2 separate regions of the Athene noctua genome follow, and region 2 is linked to region 1. A link is a contact called in public Hi-C data. All regions are on one chromosome and are shown on one strand. Each heading gives the region's core, a stretch centred on a gene start, on an enhancer-like site or on the middle of the called end of the contact. The rest is flanking DNA. Distances are from core to core; before and after follow the strand shown.

Region 1 (5,625 bases), core at 1,887-4,386:
AGTGTGATCCTGGCCCCCACCCAGGACAAGCATAGAGCTGGGATGACCATGAGGTATGGAGGGATCACAGCCTGCCGACCCAGGATCAGTGACTGGAGACGTGCTGGGAGCACTGAGGAGGGTTGGAGCCTGCACAGTCTGCAGCACCCAGCAGACCTGCCCCTGACACAGCCTGTCCTGGGGGCAGCGGGGGTCCGGGGGCAATGGGGTGGGCAGTAGGTCCCACAGGCAGGGCCTGACGGGAGCTCTGTGCTTCCTTCTCCGAGCAGAGGGCGCGGAGAGCAGTCCTGCCCCCCGAGGAGGGCTCGGCCGCGGGGCCCCTGCCCCCTTACATCGGCAATAAGGAAGGTATGTCCCAGGGGAGGGGGGCTGCCTCTGCCATCCCCTGCCCCGCATCCCCCTTTGCCTGTGACAGCCCATGCTGCACTCGCCCGCAGACTCATGCAGGCTGAGCCGGGACCCTGGACCCTGCAGCGGGATGCTTTCCCGCTTCTTCTACAACTCCTCCTCCATGGCTTGCGAAACCTTCCTCTACGGTGGCTGTCTGGGCAACGGCAACAACTTCTACTCGGAGAAGGAGTGCCTGCAGGCGTGCCGGACGGAGGGTGAGCGGGCGACCAGGAGACAGGGTGGTGGGGCAGCGGCACGGGAGGTCCCTTTGCTGAGGCATCGGAGGGAATCTGAGAGTGGCCTCGAACCCCACATGCCCAGCATCCATGTGGAGGTGTGGGGGACCTCACAGCAGCCCTCTGTCCCCACAGCTGCCTGCAGGCTGCCCATCACCCAGGGTCCCTGCCAGAACCTGGTGACGCGCTGGGCCTTTGATGCGGCTCAGGGCAAGTGCATCATGTTCAGCTACGGAGGCTGCAAGGGCAATGGGAACCAGTTCTACTCAGAGAAGGAGTGCAAGGAGTACTGCGGGGCTCCTCCACTGGCAGGTACCCCCACCCTGCCTGCACCCTGCCCGCTCCACACTGCCCTGTGCTGGGGGAGGCAGGGCAGCAGCCTGCACCATCTCCTGACCTGCTCTGGGCTGGGTCTGGGTGTACTGGGTCTGCCAGGGCTGGGACAAGGCTGCCCTGGATCTGGGATCGGTCTTGGGATGGGTCTGGGATAAACCTGGGATGGGTTTGTCATGAGTCCAGCATGGGTCTGGGATGGGTTGGGGCTGGTTTTGTGCTGTGCATGGGATGGGTCTCTCCTGGGTCAGGGACTCTGACAGCCTGAGGAATATGGTCATTAATCTACAGACAGTATCACACAGGGAGCCTGTATAGGCTGCAGATGTACTGAGGCCATGACTGAACTTCAAAACGGTCCTGATAAAAGGGGGAACAGCCCCAAGCAGGCTGGGGTTCAGCAGGGACCAGTGGAAGTGACAGCTCCCAGACAGGGGATGCCAGTGAGAGAAGAGTGGCTGTGAGGTTTGGGGGGGTGTAGGGACCCTGACACCAAATAAGAACCAAACCAGGGTCCCTGCTGGAGCTGTACCCTCTGTGTGATGCCTGCCAGGCCCTCCAGCTCTAGTCAGTGCAGGAGTTTCCATATTGAACCTCCTTGGGAGACGGAACAGGCACTGCTCAGCCGTCAAATGAATGGACAAGCAGGTTTTCAGGAGCGTGGCAGGGGAAATCTTCCCATGGAGAGGGGCAAGCTCAGGAGTCTTCAACCACAGGCAGCCCTGGGCAAGCCTGCTCCCAGCAGGGCAGGAAATGGGGGCTTAGCGTGCTCTCATGAATGGCAGATGGAGCCAGAATAACGCGGTTTAGGGTAAAGCCCATCTTTTATTATTCCTGTCACCAATATAAAGTGCATTAATGCCACCATGGCAATTGGTGGGATACGAAGTGACATCCCAGGACAGCATGGGCGTGCACAGAGGGTCTAGACCACTCCCCCCCCTCCCCCCACCCCCCACCCCCCGGCAGGGACAAGGTAGGAAGCAGCAACCATCAATGTCTGTCCGCGGGGTGAGGAGGGGGTCTTGTGGGTCTGTCTGTCACCCTGAGCATCTCTTCACTTGCAGAGGATGAGGAGTTTCTGCATCTGTCAAACTGATGCAGGTGGAGGACGAGCTGCCGGCACTCAGCACCAGGGCCCTGCAGGAGGGTGCCGGCAGCTGCCACAGCACAGGAGATGCCTCCAGGAGTAAATGTATCTAATGTGACCAACGAGCCCAGTGTCCATCCTTGAGCTGGTGGGGAGCAGGGTGGGGGGTCCAGGAGGGGCAGGGGGTGCTGTGGGGTCCTCACTGGCCTCCATGGTGCAGTGTCCCCTCCTTTGTGGATCTGCTGGGTGCTCACCGCTAAGTCTCTGCCCCTTTCTCAGCCTGCTGCTCTCTGCGCAACTGGAACACTGAGGGGCTCAGGGCATCCTGCTGTGTGGGGTTCAGCCCACCATTTCCCAGGGGATGGTGATGGGCAGCTGGGAAGGGGTCAGAAAGAGGGGGAATGGATGCCTGCTCCTCCCTGAAGGTGAATAACTAACTACTGCTGCATCACAGTCACAGTCCCGGCGGAGAGGCCCAGTCATGGGCTGGGATAGGGATCACTGTGAGGGAGAGGTTACATGGCATTTACAGCAAGGGATTATGGGGTGTCAGAGGGGACCCTGAGGGGTCACAGGAGGGAATTAGGGGGTTATGAAGGTCACAGAGGGAAAATGAAGTTGTCACAGGAGGGGATTACAGGGGCTATGGAGATTACAGGGGCTAGAGGGGTCCCAAGAGGGGATTAGAAGTGTTTTAGGTGAAGGGTGTCCCAGGGATGCTGGGTGGTCCCAGGAGGGGGTTGTGGGGGTCACAGGGCAGCTATGGAGTTCCAGAAGGGGGTGACAGGATTTATGGGGGTCACAAGCGGGCGGCTACGAAGCTCACAGGAGGGGATTGCGAGGGTCTTGGGAAAGCCTTGGGAGGGCTACGGGGGTCCCGGGAGGGGATGGCAGGGCTTCCAGGGCTCACACGAGGGGGCTGCGGCGGTCTCGGAAGGGTTCGCTCCCGCTTGGCCTCGGGGGTGGCGCCTACGGCGGGCCCGGCCCCGCGGGCCCAGGACAGGCGCGGGCCCCGCCGCCGGCCGCGCTCCGCGCCCTGCTGGCCCCTGCCGGCCGCCGTAGCCGCCGCCACGCGCGCCCCGTCCCCCGGCAGCGAGGCGGAAGAGGCAAGATGGCGGCGGCGGCGGCGGTGGGAGCCCTGTGCCGCCTCCGCTCCCCGAGCCCGGCCCTGAGCGGTGGCGCCCGGCGGGGCTGAGCCGCCGCACCGGCTCCACCGCCCCCTTCCCCCCCCCCGCGCCGCTCAGCCCCGGGCGATGCCCGGTTAGTGCCCCCTCCCTGGCACACCGGCGGGGCCCCGGCTGAGCCCCCTCCCCGCCGCGCCGGGCCGGGCCGGGCCCGCACACCTCCGCCCTGCCGAGCCCGGGAGGCCGCTCATGGCCGGACCAGCCCTGCCCCGGCCCTGACTTACCCGCGCCCGCCCTGAGCCGTGACCTCCCCCTATGCTCCCCCCGGGGCCACCCTGCCCCTGAGCCCCGGAGCAGCAGCCCTTTTCCTGGAGGTGGTGGCGCAGGTGTGGGACCAGAAAGATGTTCTCGGCCCTGAAGAAGCTGGTGGGCTCGGACCAGACTCCGGTCAGAGACAAGAATATCCCTGCGGGGCTGCAGTCCATGAACCAGGCTCTGCAGAGGAGGTTTGCCAAGGGAGTCCAGTATAACAGTGAGTCGGAGCCCAGCTTCGGGGGGTCTGGCGGGGGGCACAGCCAGCCCCGGGCGGGAGGCAGGCCGCATCGGTCAGTCCCATCCGCTGCCCCACAGCGTGCCCAGGGACCCTGGTGGGACTGTGAAACGCGTTTGCTTTCGTTGTGCGTGGTGGTGCTTTTGCCAGTATTCGCCCGAAGCCAAGTCTGCAGTTAAATGTTAGAGCTTGCACAAGCGTGGGAGGAGTGAGGGATGGGAAACTTTTATCTTTCTGTGCGGGACTTAGGAACCTGTAGTGCAGCAGTGTCCTCAATCAGCAGATGTCCTGAACGGCTGCCTGCTTTCCGCTGACTGTGGCACAAGAGAGAGTTCCTTGTAAATCAATTTTTGTCAGTTAAAGCATCAAGAGAGTAACTCCCCTGAGTGTGTGGGTGACCTTCCCTGCAGCCTAGGATAATGATATTTATAATTAACTCTAGTGGTTATATGATAAGGGACTATTGAAAAGCTCTGCCCTGCCAGGCTTTAATAAAAGGCGAGTGATGTATGCCTTTATGTGTCCTTAGTACATAATTTCATTCTGACTATCTTTTCTGCAACTTATAAATTTGCTCGTTTTTCAGGGAACGTTTTCACAATTTTTTTCCTTTCAGTGTTGAGGCTTAGGGTTGAGATTTTCCCTTGAATCTCAGTAAAGGTTATTTCTAATATAATCTTTCAGGAGGGCACTGCAAGCATGTAAAATACATCCCAAAGTAACAGTGGTGAGAGAGGGACGATAGTTATGTCATCTTTGCTGAAACTGAGATGGTACCAGAGAGCACTGTGAGTTTCAGCTCATCTGTGTGGATCCAGGCAGGCAGTGAAGTCAGATTGAAGAAGGCCGAGAGACTGGCAGTTGACAATGATTTGTAAACGTGGCACTGAATAATTTCTGGAAAGGCACACGTGTTGAATCTTAATCTGAAACAGAACATGAAGGAAGAGATAAGCACTTTGGGGTTTGGGCCTTTTTTTTGGCTTTGTTAGTGTTATCATTATTGACTGTGCTTTTGAACAGATATGTTTTAAAGCTCTCCGCTTTACTAGGGGGGGAGCATTTGGTGCCTTTATTCATAGCACATCTGTTAGATATGTCAGTAGTGCTTAATTTGGAAAATTAGTGTCTTGGCAAGCAGTCATGAATGTGAACAGAAGCACAGTGTTACTGTTAAGAGACTTGATTGCCAGCGAAAGACAGAGGGTGAGTATGAAACTTGGAATATGGCACTGCATCATTAAATACGTACCTGGAGATCTGCTAGTTAAAGACTATTGATCTGTGCAGCGGCTTCGTGCAGCCCACAGACCAGAACACATCCACGTGCTTCACTGGTACATGTGTGAGATCAGGTAGCTAATACCAGCTTGTGAATTATGTAAGAGAAAGGAGTTGACTTTTCAGACAGTGAATGTTTGTGCTGCGGACAGTACGGATCAGCTGCATCCTGCTGGCACAGCAGTCGACAGGGCCAACTCTTTGTTATGTGTTGACTAACTGCACTGTTGATGAACCTGTGTGGATGTGTACCTGCTTGTCATTAATGCAGCAAGGCCAAAAATGCCAACAGCTAAGCTACCAACTGTAGCTTTGTTGCTTTTTGTCTCATTACCAAAAGCCTCGGGAAAGCTTTTTTGTTTGTGCTCTGTCTTAGCAGAATTTGGGTTCTAGTTACTGCTTTCATATCTCCAATAAAACTGCATCTTTCTTCACTGCCTTAAGGGAAGCTTTCCAATCTCCATAGTAACTCTTCTGAGGATAGCTGTTATGTAATATTTATAGGAGATACAGGCAGGCTTACAAAAGGGCTTCCAAGTACCCTACATAGCCATGGCACTGGATAGATGGGGTAGGCTGCAGCACGGTGAGGTGATCTCAGTTGAAGGAGGACTGTGAAGC
Region 2 (5,625 bases), core at 1,186-3,685, 150 kb after region 1:
CCTCAGGGACCCCGGAGGAAGAAACTTTGGTCCTGCAGTAGTCCTGCTGGTCCCCAGGGCCTCTGAGGCAGTGAAACACCCCACTCCCCTTTCCTGGCTCTGCAGACCACATTCCCCAAGGGGCTGCTGCCTGGGCCAGGGCCCTGCCTGCACAGCCAGCACCCCACTGCAGGGCCAGGCAGGTGACACCCCTCACATGCTCTGAGCACGCTGCAGGGGCTGTAGGGGCTTGGACCAGGGTTGCAACCAGGGTAGAGGAACTGCAGCGTTAACCCTGGGCCTGCAGCCCCTTGCAGGACCCCTCTCGCCTGCACGTCCAGCCTGGCTGAGTCTGTCCTGCCACTCACTTGGGCCAGGACTGGGCTGTTTTGGGCAAGTGGTGCCAATTCCCCGGTGCAGGCTGGGTGGTGGGAGGGGACGGAGGGCAGCCCCCAGCAGCAGGCTGGTACAGTGCTCTGGCCACCCCACAGCGCCTGGGGCAGGGAACAGCCCTCTGCCCCCAGCGCCGGCGTTTTGCAATCTTAGCGGAAACTGGTAACACATGTTGTTTATCAGGGACTTATGTAAGGGACCGCCACGTGACCCGCCTGAAGCCTGCCCCCGTCTCCGCTGCCCATGTGCGGGGAAGTCGTGTCTGGCTGCACTCACAGAACCCCTGGGCCACCCAGTTGAGCCTGGCAGAGTCGGAGTGTTATGGATCCAGCTGACTTTCTGCCCTGCACCCACCCACACCCCAGAGGTGGCTGAGCAGTGGTGGAGCCATGGCAAGACGATGGGAGGCAAAGGGAGAGCCCTGCCCTCCTGCCTCGGGGAGCTGGGCTGGTGCCAAGGACCCCCCTGAGCCCCACACGCCACCTCAGCCCTGCCAATGTTTATCTGGCATGAACGCATTTCTGGGGTGCAAATGCCTGGGTTGTGCCTAAGAGTCTGTGTCAAGGCACCCAGGTAGCTCCATCCTGCCGGTGCCCCCAGCCCCAGCAGTGGGCTCAGCCTGCCCCCTACGCTGTTGCCAGTGCCTCCGTGTGCCCCTGCGTGCCCCCATGCTCCTGAGCTTGCCACCCAGCTCCTTGGGCTGGCCCCCTGCTTTGCCACCCCCAGGAGAGCTGAGAGAGCGGGCACCTCCTGGGCACCCCCTCCTGCTGCTGGGCAGGGCAGGGAGACAGACACCCGGGGAACAGGGTGGCTTTGTGTTCCTGCCCCAGCGCAGAACCACAGAGACACCCATGGGTGCCCCGATGCCTGATGGAGCGAGCTCCTCCTGGCACCCTGCACGCCGAGGGTGGGCTCAGACAGAGGTGGAGCCCCTAGCCCAGCATGCAGGGGGGCCCCAGCCAGGCTCTCATGATGCTCAGTCCTGCCCAGCTCAGCTTTTGTTTTGTTTTAATAAATCCGCAGAGCTGATGCCGGCCCGGCCCCCGGCGCGTGGTGTGCAGGGCCAGGCCGGGCTCGCAGCTGGGCGCGGGGAAGGGAATGTGCTGGGCTGGGCGGCAGGGTGGGCTGCCAGAGGGAAAAACCAGCTGTTGTGAAAACACGCTCCTTATGTAAAGCAGAGCTGCTGAGCTGCCCTGCTCAAAGCGTGCCAGACCCATGGGTGCTGCTGTGTTGATCCCCAGCCCTCACCCTGTGGGTGCTCAGGGTGTCCCCACATTAAGGAGGGCAGCTCAGCGCTCACTGCTGACCCTAGACCAAGGGGGAAGATGTTTCCCAGCTCCTCTTGGCCAAGAGTGCAGAGTGACACGTGGGGGATGAGGCGCTGGGGGTCTGTCTGGCTGCGTGCTGGTCCCCAGGGGCTGGGCACTGGGGCTGCCTGAGGCTGGAGCCTGGCTTCCCCCCAACACCCCCAGCTCACCATCGAGGTGCACCGGAGCTGTGCCTGGGTGGGCACACCCGGGGCCAGTCGAGATGCTTCCTTGGGTGATGCAGGGACTCAGGTCAAGGCAAGGCGGGGGGTCCTGCAGGAGCACCCAAAGGTGCCCACAAGTCCCATGGGTTGGATCAGGACCTGGCAGGCACTTGGCATTTCCTCCACATCACTCGAGCCCCTCTCTGTGTCTGAGTGAGGCCATCCTGCAAGGATGGGGCAGTCAGCAAGCCCTGGCCCCCAGTCCCGGCCCCCTGCCCGTGCCTGTGGGCAGCCCCAGCTGCCCGCGCTGGCCCCCTGCTCTGCGGCGCTGGGGGCAGGGACAGCCGTTGTGCTGGCTGCAAGCCGTATTTTTGCTGCGGAGCAGTTTGGCACCCCAAAGCAAACATGTCATATCAACAGGAGGGAAACATTTGCAGGTTCCCCTGCCTGCCCTTTGGCTTCGGCACTCGCCCCTGCTCTTGCTTGCATAACGGCACGGGGAGGGGGGGGAGGCAGGGCTGGCCCCCCTGGGGCCATTGCACAGCCTGCCCATAAATAGGGGCTTGCCTGACTTTCCGTCACTGCAGCACTCTGCCTGCTGCTCTCGCTCGGCTCGGCTCGGCTCGGCTCGGCTCGGCTCGGCTCGGCTCGGCTCGGCTCGGCTCGGCTCGGCGGCAGACATGCACGCCACGCTCTTCAGCATCCTGGGGCTGGCCCTGCTCGGGGCACTGCACGCACAGGACAGCTTTCCTGTGCAGACTGACTTCCAGCAGGACAAGGTGACCCAGCCTGGCCGGTATCCCCTGCATGGGGATTTGGGGTGTTTTGGGGGATCCTCACCGTGAAAATGTGAGCAGAGGTTGTTGCAGGTGGAACTGGGGCCAGGCTGGCTCCAGCGCTGGGAGGGGCAGGGTGGCCAGAGCACCCATCCCTGGGGAGCCCCTGGGGCATGGGTTTGGTGGCTCTGAGTCGGGATGCAGGATCCAGGCCCTGGACTGTGGGGCAGGACTGAGTAGGTGTGGGGCCAGGCCGTCTCCTGTGCTGTGCGGTGGGTGTAGATGCACAGGGGTTTTATTTGGAGAACCGAGAAAAGCAATCTAAGTTTGACAGGCAGCATGGAGATGGGCTGTAGACCCGCCTCCCCAACACGGACCCCATCCTCCCCAGCCCAAGGTCCTAAAAAACTAAGGGCTGCTGTGCTAGGGTGTCCCACACACCCCTCTGCCCTCCCACCCCAGGGTGCTGGCATGCTCAGGGTGCTGGCACTCCCCTCCCTCCCATGATGGGAAGGATGCAGAGCAGGACAGCCCCGGCCCAGCTGCACGCTGGGAGGCCGGGCCCCACAGCCCTGGGCTCCCACGGATCGGAGGCAGGGGCCACGCTGCCTGCTCCTCCGGGAGCCCCCAGAGGGGTCCTGGGGGACACAGCCACCCCAGGAAGGTGATGGGTATGGAGGCATGTCCTGCAACGGTGGGGGTCTGGCGTGTCCTGCAAAGGGTTGTCCCAGCACAGCCCGTCTCCAAGGCCAACAGCTCCCCCTTGGGTACACCAAGCTGGTAGCCCCAGGGACCAGGCTGGGATGACCCGTACTGGCCCCGGAGTCCTGACCCCTCCTTGTGCTCCCAGACGAATGGAAATGGCATCTCGGAGCCAGGCAGTCCTGTCACCCACTCCCCAGACTTGGTGTGAAGAGGAAAGAAGCACCCCAAGTGCTAGGCAGTGAAGGGCACATCGTAAACCACGTCTTGGTGGGTTTTGTGGACATTGAGAGCTGTAGCAGCTCCCTGGGGAACAAGGACCCCAGGGCACCACCCTGCTGTGGGACGCAGGCTGGCAGGGGAGGGGGACGTGGCCTGGACCGGGGCTGGTGGGTGGCCAAGGGGTGAGACAGGGTCTGCGCCTCGCTGGCAGCTGAGAGAAGTTTGCGTGCAGCTCACGGGAAGATGGTACAGCATCGGCCTGGCCTCCAACTCCAACTGGTTCAAGGAGAAGAAACACCTGATGAAGATGTGCACCACAGTCATCTCCGTCACTGCAGACGGGAACCTGGAAGTTACCTCCACCTACCCCAAGTATGGGCATGGGGAGGGGGGTCGGCGAGCAGGGGGTGCTCCCCCATGGTGCCCTGCCTGGGGTTATGTGTGGGCTGGAGCGTCCCCCACAGCCCCTCTGACGTCCTCACGCTCTGCTCCCCAGGGGTGACCTGTGCGAGAAGAGGAACAGCCTTTACACTAAGACGGAGCAGCCGGGGCGGTTCAGCTACACCAGCCCACGTGAGTCCCCAGCTCTCACCCCATCCTCCTGTGGGGCAGCCCCTGATGTGTCCTCAGCTCCCAGTCCAGCCCCGTTGTCACCTGCTCCTGCCCTTGCTGGAGCACCTCGGGGCTGAGCTGTGCCCTCCCCATCCCCCGCAGGCTGGGGCAGCAAGCACGACATCCGCGTGGTGGAGACCAACTACGACGAGTATGCCTTGGTGGCCACCCAGATCTCCAAGAGCACTGGCTCCTCCACCATGGTGCTGCTCTACAGTAAGTCTGCCCTGAGACCCCCGTGCTGCCTGTCCACCGTCACCCTGGGGCCCCCCGGGATGTCCTTGGTGGGGGATCTCTCCCATGGGAGCAGCACAGCGTCATCTCCCAAGCTGGGGTGAGCCATGGGATGGCTGGGTCAGGACCCCTTTGCTGGGCTGCCTGCACCCCGGGGCAGCATGACCCCTCGCTGGGGGGTGGGGGGGGGGCTGCCTCTCACTCTGCTCTCTCTGCAGGCCGGACAAAGGAGCTCAGTCCCGAGCGCCTGGAGAGGTTCACCCAGTTCTCCAGGGAGCAGGGCCTGATGGATGAAGAGATCCTCATCCTGCCCCAGACAGGTGAGAAGCTGGAAGGGCAGGAGTGTGGCAGGGAGAGGGGTGAGGTACCCTGTGGGGCTGAGTTAGGAGAGAGACCCTCCTGCCTTCTCCCTGCCTTCCTGCAGGGCTGGCATTGGGGCCAGCTGCGGGGTGCTGCTGGGCAGAGCCCCATGCAGAGCCCCTCGGGGGGGGGCAGTCATCCCCCAGCCCCTGGAAGAGCTGATCTCTGCTTTTCTTCCTCCTGCAGACAAATGCATGGCAGATGCTGCCTAGGTGAGTCCTGCTTTTGCTGAGGCTCAGACCAGCCCTGCAGGGGTGGGGTACGGGGGTTGCTCAGAGCCATTCCAGCCCACAAAGCCCCCATCCCTTCCCAGCCTCCCCAGGCTGCTCCTCTTCCTGGGGTCCCCCTTATCCCTGGCGGGGATCCCCCACCCCATCCCCATGGGGGGTCTCTTCTGTTGCCCCAGGCCCTGGGAGGTGAGTGCCCATCCACTCAGCACAGGGCTGGCAGGGCTAATGTCCCCCCCTGTGCCCCCCCCCATCTCCCCCACCTCATCCCCACACTCACTCCTCCATCTCTTCCAGACAGACCCACCAGCTGCTGCCGGCCAGAGCCCCGAGAGCGCCGCAAGCCGGTGGCGGCCCCATCCCATCCTGTCCCCAGCACACCCCCAGCACCACAGCAGCCTTTTTTCCCTGGCTTTGCACCCCACACCTGTACCCCTCTGCCCATTAAAGCCCGTATAAACCCAGCCCCCTGCCCTTGTCTGCTGGATCGTTGTGGGGGAGCCCCAGTGGGGCGATGGGGGGGTTAAAGCACGGCTGATGGCGGTGGGTAGGGCTGGGGCTGGTGTTGGGGGTCAGGACTGATCCCAGCTCCTGGCTGTGGGGCTGCTGCGGTGGGACCCCATGTACCCTTGCAACCCCATGCCACAGT

What was found. A called contact is a pair of places that touch in the nucleus more often than the background predicts.
Region 2: a Hi-C map of liver shows a contact between it and region 1, with 3 times the contacts expected there. The contact joins the promoter of LOC141968641 here to the promoter of RABL6 in region 1. A contact is called at or near these places in 2 of 2 Hi-C or Micro-C datasets (heart and liver).

The regions. Positions count from the first base shown.
Region 1 is chr20:12,774,344-12,779,968 of bAthNoc1.hap1.1, forward strand. RABL6 (RAB, member RAS oncogene family like 6) reads left to right here and starts at 3,137. Exons shown (of 14, transcript XM_074923425.1): 1 at 3,137-3,705. The coding sequence starts at 3,576. AMBP (alpha-1-microglobulin/bikunin precursor) reads left to right here. Exons shown (of 10, transcript XM_074923834.1): 7 at 270-348; 8 at 438-605; 9 at 762-938; 10 at 2,027-2,167. The coding sequence ends at 2,058.
Region 2 is chr20:12,926,263-12,931,887 of bAthNoc1.hap1.1, forward strand. It overlaps LOC141968641 (lipocalin-like), which reads left to right and starts at 2,436. Exons shown (of 7, transcript XM_074923560.1): 1 at 2,436-2,622; 2 at 3,776-3,915; 3 at 4,040-4,116; 4 at 4,258-4,371; 5 at 4,608-4,709; 6 at 4,936-4,961; 7 at 5,274-5,440. The coding sequence starts at 2,524. The coding sequence ends at 4,961.